2 separate regions of the Macaca mulatta genome follow, and region 2 is linked to region 1. Evidence: chromatin contacts called from public Hi-C data. All regions are on one chromosome and are shown on one strand. Each heading gives the region's core, a stretch centred on a gene start, on an enhancer-like site or on the middle of the called end of the contact. The rest is flanking DNA. Distances are from core to core; before and after follow the strand shown. Region 1 holds the start of SRSF8 (serine and arginine rich splicing factor 8). Region 2 holds the start of SESN3 (sestrin 3).

Region 1 (4,380 bases), core at 809-3,308:
TCACCAAAGGTTTGCAAAAGTGAAGAGCACTGAGCACCCTCATATACAGCTATCCTGTGTGTAAATTGATAAAAACTGCTGAAAAACAATCAGGCATGATAAAGTTTGAATTCACATACAGTTGTCCTTTGATATTCTGCAGGCAGAGGGGGTCTGGTCCTTAGTAACCCCTGAGGATTCTGAGGTATGCTTGGTATGCACATGTAACCTATACATATCTTCCAATATACTTTAAGTCATCTCTAGATTACTTACATTATGATGAAAATGCTATGTAAATAATTGTTTACTGTATAATGTTTTATTTATTTTTATTGTTTTTTTTTTCTGAATAATTTCTACCCACAGTTGGCTGAATTCACTGATGCTGAAGCCAGAGGTTACAGTGGGCTTCCTGTATTCTATGACAAGGGATCCATTCATACGTAAAAGGACACATGAGCTCCAGTATACATGTCCAAGCGTGTTCTGAGCAACACTGTAAGAGGCCCAAAGTGGAAACAACCCAAGTGCCCATGAACAGCAAAACATTTATACCATTGAATGCCTTACGGCAAGGCAAAAGGATCAAGTACAGCTAGATGGAACAATATAGATGAGGGAAATAAAACACAAAATACATTAAAATATAAAAAGCACAATTCTATGTATATAAGGTTACATAACATTTTCAAAATCAGCAACATTTTAATTAATTTAATTTATTTAGAATTCTCCTGCAGAGGAGTTTTCTCTCTTCTCTCCAATGTGTTAATTTATTTAACCATTTATTTACGGCAGCACAGATTCATATTTTGTATTTTGGAATATGATATAGTAGTATTTTAGTTTGTTCCTTAAATTGTTCAATATGTGGCCATTGGGAGCTGTTTTATTGGTTTTTGTACCACATTAAAATTACTCCATCAATGCTTTTGTTTGTTTTCTATTTATCACATCATTTTCCAGCACTCCAAGATGCTCTAGGCCCTTTCTGTATATTTCCTTTCCAGATCTAGAAACTGTATTTCTTCATCAGTATTGCTAAATTTTTTTTTTCTTTAAAAGTGTTAGATTTCAAATTTTATTAATCCTCTTTTTAAAAAACATATCATCCCTTTTGTTTATTTGTAATTCTATTTTTATTTTAATGTTTTATTCTTTTGTTTTGGTTTTGCTTTACTAATTGCTTGACTTCAACATTAAAAAGTTTTAGAAATGTGGTTATTAATTTTCAAATAAATATGATTGGATTCAGGTTTTTTATTTTTAACTTTCAATATTATTTCACTGAGGTCCAGATGTACTCAATTTATTGACCTATGAAATTTTAATTGACATTTATTTTGTAGTCTTGTATTGGGAAATTCTTGTGTTTTCTACATGTTTTTGGTTGTTGCAGGTTATATGATCAAAATTGTTGTTTGTTGTGCAAATTATTATAGCATTACTAGTTTTGTTCTCTGCACTATTGATTTCTGAGAAAACGGTGTTACGGGGGAAAAAACCTCCCATCATGAGTGCAGATTTTTCAGTTTTACCTTATAACTCTCAGTCTTGGCTTTCTATGTGTCACTGTTGTGTGTTTAGGTGCGTTAAGTTCATCACTGTCATGTTTTCCTAGTGAATTTTCTTTTCAATAACTATAAAATGTGCTTCTTTGATCCTATCAATACACTGGATATTAATATTGCTACCCTAGGTTTCTTTTGTTTAATATTTGTCTGGATTGCCTGTTCCCATAAATTGACCTTTAATCAGTTAGCTTTGTTCTTAAGATTGGTTTAAAATTAGAATAATAGGGAGGGGCATGGGAGGGTGGGACGTCTAATTTAAACCCAGCCCAGTGATTACACTAGCTGGGCGCTGGTTAGGATGTTGCCCAGGTATAAAGCCAGGATCTTTGGGACCTGGCTTCATTTGGAGTTCAGCTACTAAGAGGAAACCTTCCTCCTGGAGTATTCGGCCTGAAACTGGGAATTTGGAAGTTGCTGCTCCAGGGCGCTCCCTGCGGAGGTCGGCCGCCAGCCTCTCCGCCCGGCCTTTCCCGGCGTCCCCACGCGGGGCGCAGCCGCGAGAAAGGAACGCAGGTCACACCGTCAGCGCCCAGAGCAGCGCCAGTTTCCGGGCCCGGCCTGCTCTGGGAGCCATGAGCTGCGGCCGCCCCCCTCCCGACGTGGACGGCATGATCACCCTCAAGGTGGACAACCTGACCTACCGGACCTCTCCCGACAGTCTGAGGCGAGTGTTCGAGAAGTACGGGCGCGTGGGCGACGTGTACATCCCGCGGGAGCCCCACACCAAGGCCCCCCGCGGCTTCGCCTTCGTCCGCTTTCACGACCGGCGCGACGCTCAAGACGCCGAGGCCGCCATGGACGGGGCGGAGCTGGACGGACGCGAGCTGCGGGTGCAGGTGGCGCGCTATGGCCGCCGGGACCTGCCCCGCAGCCGCCAGAGAGAGCCACGCGGCAGGTCCGGAGGCGGCGGCTATGGACGGCGGAGCCGCAGCTACGGACGGCGGAGCCGCAGCCCCAGGCGGCGACACCGCAGCCGATCCCGGGGTCCCAGCTGCTCCAGGTCCCGCAGCCGATCTCGCTATAGGGGTTCTCGCTATAGCCGGTCTCCCTGTAGCCGATCTCCTTACAGCCGGGCGCACTGCAGCCGCTCTCCCTACAGCCGATCTCGCCACAGGGAATCTCGCTACAGCGGATCTCGCCACAGCTCATCTGGTTACAGTAACTCTCGCTACCGCCGCTCTCGCCACAGCCGATATCACAGCAGCCGGTCTCACTCGAAGTCTGGGTCCTCCACTAGCTCTCGCTCTGCATCAACCTCCAAATCGAGCTCTGCGCGACGATCCAAGTCCTCCTCGGTCTCCAGGTCTCGCTCACGGTCCAGGTCTTCATCTATGACCAGGAGTCCTCCCCGGGTATCCAAGAGGAAATCCAAGTCCAGGTCTCGATCCAAGAGGCCCCCCAAGTCTCCCGAAGAGGAAGGACAGACGTCCTCTTAAGAAAATGATGCATCAGGAAGCAACATGATGGAGGACTTGGGGAAAAGGATCACATACTCAGTCCATGGAAGCAACGTCCCTGGAAGAAGGGGCTGCCTATTGAAAAGGTTGTGTCACACTTTTCTACCTTTTTACCAGTTTGAAGCTTTGCATCAGGTGGCAAAATTCATTCTGTGCGCCGTTTTGTTGTTATTCACATTTTCTTGTAACTTAGGAGGTGAACGACCTAAGATTACATTATTGGGTTTGTATATTTGAGGCAAAAATTTATTTTTATTTCTATAGTGACGACTGTTTTGGTTTGAAATGAACAGATTGGTAACCTAATTTGTGGCCTCCTGACTTTTAAGGAAACGTGTGCAGCCATTACACACAGCCTAACGCTGTCAGGACATTGCTTCAACATTGCCTTCATTCCTTAAAGTTAAAAACCTACAAAAGGTGGTGTAAATTAATATGGATAATTTTATTTACCTCCAGGTCTAAAAGGTAGTATGATCCAAATTCGTATAAAGATTTTTCATGTGAAAGGACTGGGTTTTTAGCAAACACAAGTCTAATCTCTTTTGTGTTTTTGTGCACCAGGCCCGGCTGCGTAGCAGTTGAGTGATGCTGGTTAGCTATTAAGGTGGCCTGTTGCAGTGCAGAGTGCTGAGCTGCTTCCTGTTTTCTTCTGATTGCTCCTGGGGAAAACACGCCTTGTCCTGAAGAACAAATGGCTGTCCAGTTTATTAAAATGCCTGTCAACTGCACTTCCAGTCACCCAGGCCTTGCAGATAAATAATGGAGCATGCAGTGAGCACATCTAGCTGATGATAATCACACCTTTCCCCCCGTCTTTTCTGAAAAATTGTAACTCTGATCATATCAACATGTATGAACTTAAAATATGGAGAATGTTATGTAAGAAATGGTTTATAAGTTTGTTAAGTACTTAAAACGTGTATCTTTTTGATTATGAATTTTTTACGCTAACCATTGTTTCTGTAGTTAAAATTGTTTTCTTGGTGTTATCTTTTCTCAAAATTAGAAACTTTTGATGGAAAGTAGGTTGTTTTATTTTCTGTGTGACTTTTGGATATTTGTACTTTTGAGAAAATTGTTAGCACCAAGTGTTTCTCAAAATATAATTTTTTAAAAATCCTTAATAGGCTTTTAGCCATGTGCTTTATTGTTTTATCACAATGCAGTTTATTTGTAGTTTCTCTCTTTTCTCCTCATACCTATGGTTTTTTTACTTCTAAAATTATTTTCAAATAATCCATTTTTGGCTTTCATTATTATCCCTACTGGATGTTATGTGTTCTTTTGAAATTGTTTCTGCTTATACCTTTACTAGCAAAGGGAAAAATAACAATTTGATGTCTATGATCTAGTGACAATAGGAT
Region 2 (4,380 bases), core at 603-3,102, 170 kb after region 1:
ATGACATCTGGCCCTGCAGTGAAAGAGTTAACATTCAGCTAAGCTGATCTGCACTTCTGATCCATTACATTTCTCACAAGCTACCCTACAATGAGCTGAGCAAGTATCAACTGTAATTTGATCCTAGAGTTTATGGAAAAAAATAACTGCACATACTCAACATGCACATTTAATAAAAATCTGTTTCAAGAGAAACATATCCAATAAACACAATTTAAGGCATATTTAACTGTTCAATTAACCTCAAATCTGCAATCCCTTTGCTCTCACGCTCTCAAATAAAATAGGAAGAAAAAAAAAAAAAAGCAGCAGCCCTACTGCAGGGAAAAGAGGCTTGAAAAACAACTTTGATTGGCACTTGGCCTGACCCACAGAGGAAGAAAAACAGTTTTTGGACAAAGAGCGCAAATATTTGAGCTTGCTTACTTACGTGATTTTTTCTTTCTTCCTTTAAAAAAAAATGTAGAAAGAACAATCCCAAAGTGAACTGTATTTAGAGATATTGACTAAAAACGGTACCATATTCATCTCCGCTTTCAGTCCCGATGCATTTGCACAGCTCAGCAATTTTAATTCATTTGTAGTGAACAAACAGAAGCATCTCACCTAACGTTTCCACTTAATAAAATGTAAAAATAGAGTTTGAATACGAATAAACTGATTACAATATTACTTTGGGGCAGCTGTTAAAATCCGATCACAAACTCTAGAGACCTTTTTTTCATTCCTTTCCCCATCCCTCTCGTCCTTCCCCACGGGGCGATTAAGCCAAGTGAGCTAAACAATACTGGAGTAAACTTTCTATCAGTCACTCTAGGAAGCAGCAATAAACTGATGGTGCGCCTGATTTTTCTGGATCAACGCGGGGGAGGGGGGTGCTAAGGAGGAATAACCCACATCCACCTCAGTCTCCTCCTCCCCCAACCCCAGCCTCAGGAACTGGCCAGGTCGAATTGCATTTCCCATGGGCATAAAGTTCAAGATGCTTTACTGGTTCCTTTTCGAGACTACAGACACAGGACGACCATCCAAACAATTTGAAAAGAGGGGTGTTGGGCAAGGCGCGCAAGGCAGAAGCAACCGAATAAACAAAAACAACACTCGCAAGAGTTAGCTACAGCAAAGAGGGGCCAGCCAGGTTCCTCGGGATCCGACCCAGCTGCTCTGATTTCACACCGATCTCCATCAACAGCTAAACTGCACAGGGAGGAGGATCGAATCGATCCCTACCGCCCTCCGCCGCCGAAGGAGCTGACCCGGGGTAGTAAGTTAGGGAAATGAGCCGTAAAGGAGAGCAAAGGCACCAAAGAAAAAGAACAAGGGAAGAAAAAAATATCCCAACCCCTCCGGACTTGCGTCTGTCCCGGCGGAAATAAAAAGCCGCAGCAGTCCAAACCCTCCCGCCCTCAACCCACGCCCCCTTTTTTCGGTCCCTGCGGAGGGACGGTGCCCGGGGATCCCTCTGAGCCTCCCCCAGTGCGCGCCCGGGGACGAGCCACCCAAGCCCCCGCCGGCAAGAAGCGACCCTCGCCGGCAGGACACCGGGCCGAACCCGTACCTTCCGCAGCACTTTCCGGCAGTTGGTACAGAGCAGGTAGTTGGCGGCGGCCGACGGGCTGCTGCCGCCCCGGTTCATCGTGGCTACGGGCGCCGAGGCGCAAGCGGGCGGAGGGCCGGGTCCGGGCTGTCACTGCGGCCACTGCGGGGCCGGTCCGTCCCCCCGCCGCCACCCGCGATTCCGCCTCAGCCTCCTCAAGGCGGGATGTCGGGAGGAGAGGCGACTGCCCGAAAGCGAGCGGCACTGCCAGAGGCGACCACCGCGGCAGCTGCCCCAGCGACGGCGGAGACGGCGGCGGCTGCTCCTCACCGGCCCGTTGTTCCACCCGCCCCCATCCTCCAGACCCCCGCCCCCGCCAGGCTAGGACGAGCAGCCGCCACCGCTGCCACCGCCACCGCCGCCGCCGCAGCGCCTCAGTGCGGCCCCGCCTCCGCCGCCCCACCACCTTCACCACCTCGACGCTCCGGTACCGCCCCTCCCGCCAATCGGACAGCTCCGGCTACGCCCCCCAGGCGCTAGCCCGCAGCCAATGAGCAACGAGAGCCCGCTTGGGAGTCGCGCCGGCCAATCGCAGGGGCCGAGGAAGCCTTGAATCTCCGGGCAAGTTAAGTTTGTCTCCGAGGCTCGGAACTGAAGGGAGATGGCGGTTAGCTAAGTAGTAGGGTAGCAGGGAACAGTTTGCTCTCCTCTGCCAATAAGAGGACGAGGGTGTGTCGTATGCAAATATACTGCCATCCAAGCCCCACCCCCAAGATAAGCCACGCCCCCCCAGGTCCCTGCAAAAGTGGTGAGCTGAATGAGATAAATAGTTGGGAGCTAGAGCTCGCTAGAGAGTCTAAGATTGAGCTAAATATTTCCTGATCTCTCGAGAAAGGGGGAGGGGAGTGGGAGGATTAAATGTTCCTTCCTTCAGGGCAGTGGTTAGGCTTTCTCTCCACCAAAATCTAACTTTAGCTGTAAAGAAGCCTGCAGTTATGAAGGACTTTGTATCCAGGGATCTCAAACAACTTTATGCATCATTTATTGTGAACCGTGTTTTGCAAAGACTTCAGTTACTTGAGGCTTGAGAGGCGGATAGGGGATAAATGTCTGAGTTATATATATATTTATGCAAGTAATCGAGTTTGAGGGGAGAGACACAAAACCTCTGGTTTAGCGGTTTCCTCCTGTTTCTGAAGTACCTTCTCGCGGTTATCTTAGAGATGTAAGTTCCTTTACTTGTCCAGCACGAAAAGGCCAAAGGGGCTTGTTTTCTCACCCAAAAGACCTTCCTGAGGCAGCTGTTCGAATACATGCAGAGCACAGAGCCCTGCTCAGAAAGGAAGGTTCAGAGAACAAATTGCCGTTTAAAACTATTGGGACAAACCTGCCTCTTCCAAAGCTTAGAATGGTGAGTCAGGGTTTTAGCTTCCACGTTCTGCGGAGAGAAGGCAGACTTGATTGGGGAAAGCGCAGGCTGACCGAGTGTGGGGGGACAGACGGGTAGGGGAGCCAGGTCTCCCGAAGGGGCTAGCAATGCGCGTCGGAGTCGAATGCGGGTTCCCGATGCTAGACGCCGGCAACCTGCTCCCGAGTGAGAACAAAGGCAGGCGCAGAGCGAGAACCTGATTGGTGCCCGGTCCTCACTCGTGTCCTCCGGGCCCCGGAGATAACTTGCATCGCCTACTGGCATGGAGCGCTGTGCAGTGATCACTGGAGCCCAGCTCCCCACCCGGCCATGGCCGTGGCCACAGGACTATGCATTATGACATCACCTGTTTTCGATTTTTAGAACCTAATCAGTATTCTCGGCTTCTCCTTTTTTAAAGGTCTCTAGCGTACCAGGATTTGTGAAGTCCTGCAGTTCGTAGAATGAAATCTATGTGGAGATGATTTAAAAGAACAGTTTCACTGGTTTGCATTTCTTTCTTTTCTTTTTAATTAAAAAAAAAACAACAACAACAAACCCTGGTTTCCTTAGGGATTCAGGGTGGTGTTATGCAAAATCGGAAAGGTACACTTGGAGGAGCTAGCAAGTTTAGCATATCAAAGGTATTAGACCAAATTGTGCGGTTAAAACTGCCAATCTCATTTCTCAACAGCTGTCTCCTCTCTGTCCCTTTTTAGAGACCAACACATATAAACCAAGTCTACACAAGGAACAAAGGAAATGGAAATCTGCTAGTGTCAGGTTTAAATAGATTAAAATAGAGTAGAAAACCCCCAAAGGGTCTAAGTGATGTAGTTGGGTAAAGGTGTTGATCCATTTCTCCAGTGTTAGCTAAAGGTCGCTTGATGCTGTGTAGACATATATAATGAAAGACCGATGGTGTGGGGAAGGTGTTTAAGATTCAGTTAGAAGAAACTGTAAAAGCAAGCAAATTCAGAAAAGGAAGGAATTACCACATGCCCTTCGATGCAGAGAACCAAGAAATCCAGGGAGAAAGTCAGCAAGGCACAGTTTTTCTAAGAAACACATATGTGTCCCCATTTAGTGGTAAATTTCTTGGGCTATATTCCTGGCTGGTTCTGGCTTTTAAAGCAGATTTTTATGTGAGTACATTTTAAAGGAAAGGAGAAATTGAAGGATGAAGTGAATTTTTGTGCAGATTGAATTTTCTCAAATAGTATTTTAAATTCGTATTGTTTTCTAGCACATTCTTCTTATAACCTTTTCTTTTCTTTTTTCACTTGACAGCTAAAATCCTTTTGAAATGAGTTCCTTTAAGTTCTAACTAAATACCCCAGTAACTAAATCCCCCAGAAAGGAAAGCCAAGAGAATCTAGCCCTATACAATAACACCCTCTAACAAAGATTGATAAAGGGAGATTTTAGTAGATGA

Evidence for each region. A called contact is a pair of places that touch in the nucleus more often than the background predicts.
Region 2: a contact with region 1 is called in a Hi-C map of liver, with 4 times the contacts expected there. The contact joins the promoter of SESN3 here to the promoter of SRSF8 in region 1. A contact is called at or near these places in 3 of 14 Hi-C or Micro-C datasets (fetal cortex germinal zone, fetal cortical plate and liver).

What each region holds. Positions count from the first base shown.
Region 1 is chr14:95,884,491-95,888,870 of T2T-MMU8v2.0, forward strand. It overlaps SRSF8 (serine and arginine rich splicing factor 8), which reads left to right and starts at 2,059. Exons shown (of 1, transcript NM_001266335.1): 1 at 2,059-3,373. The coding sequence starts at 2,129. The coding sequence ends at 2,992.
Region 2 is chr14:96,051,925-96,056,304 of T2T-MMU8v2.0, forward strand. SESN3 (sestrin 3) reads right to left here and starts at 1,853. Exons shown (of 10, transcript NM_001266247.1): 1 at 1,559-1,853. The coding sequence starts at 1,636.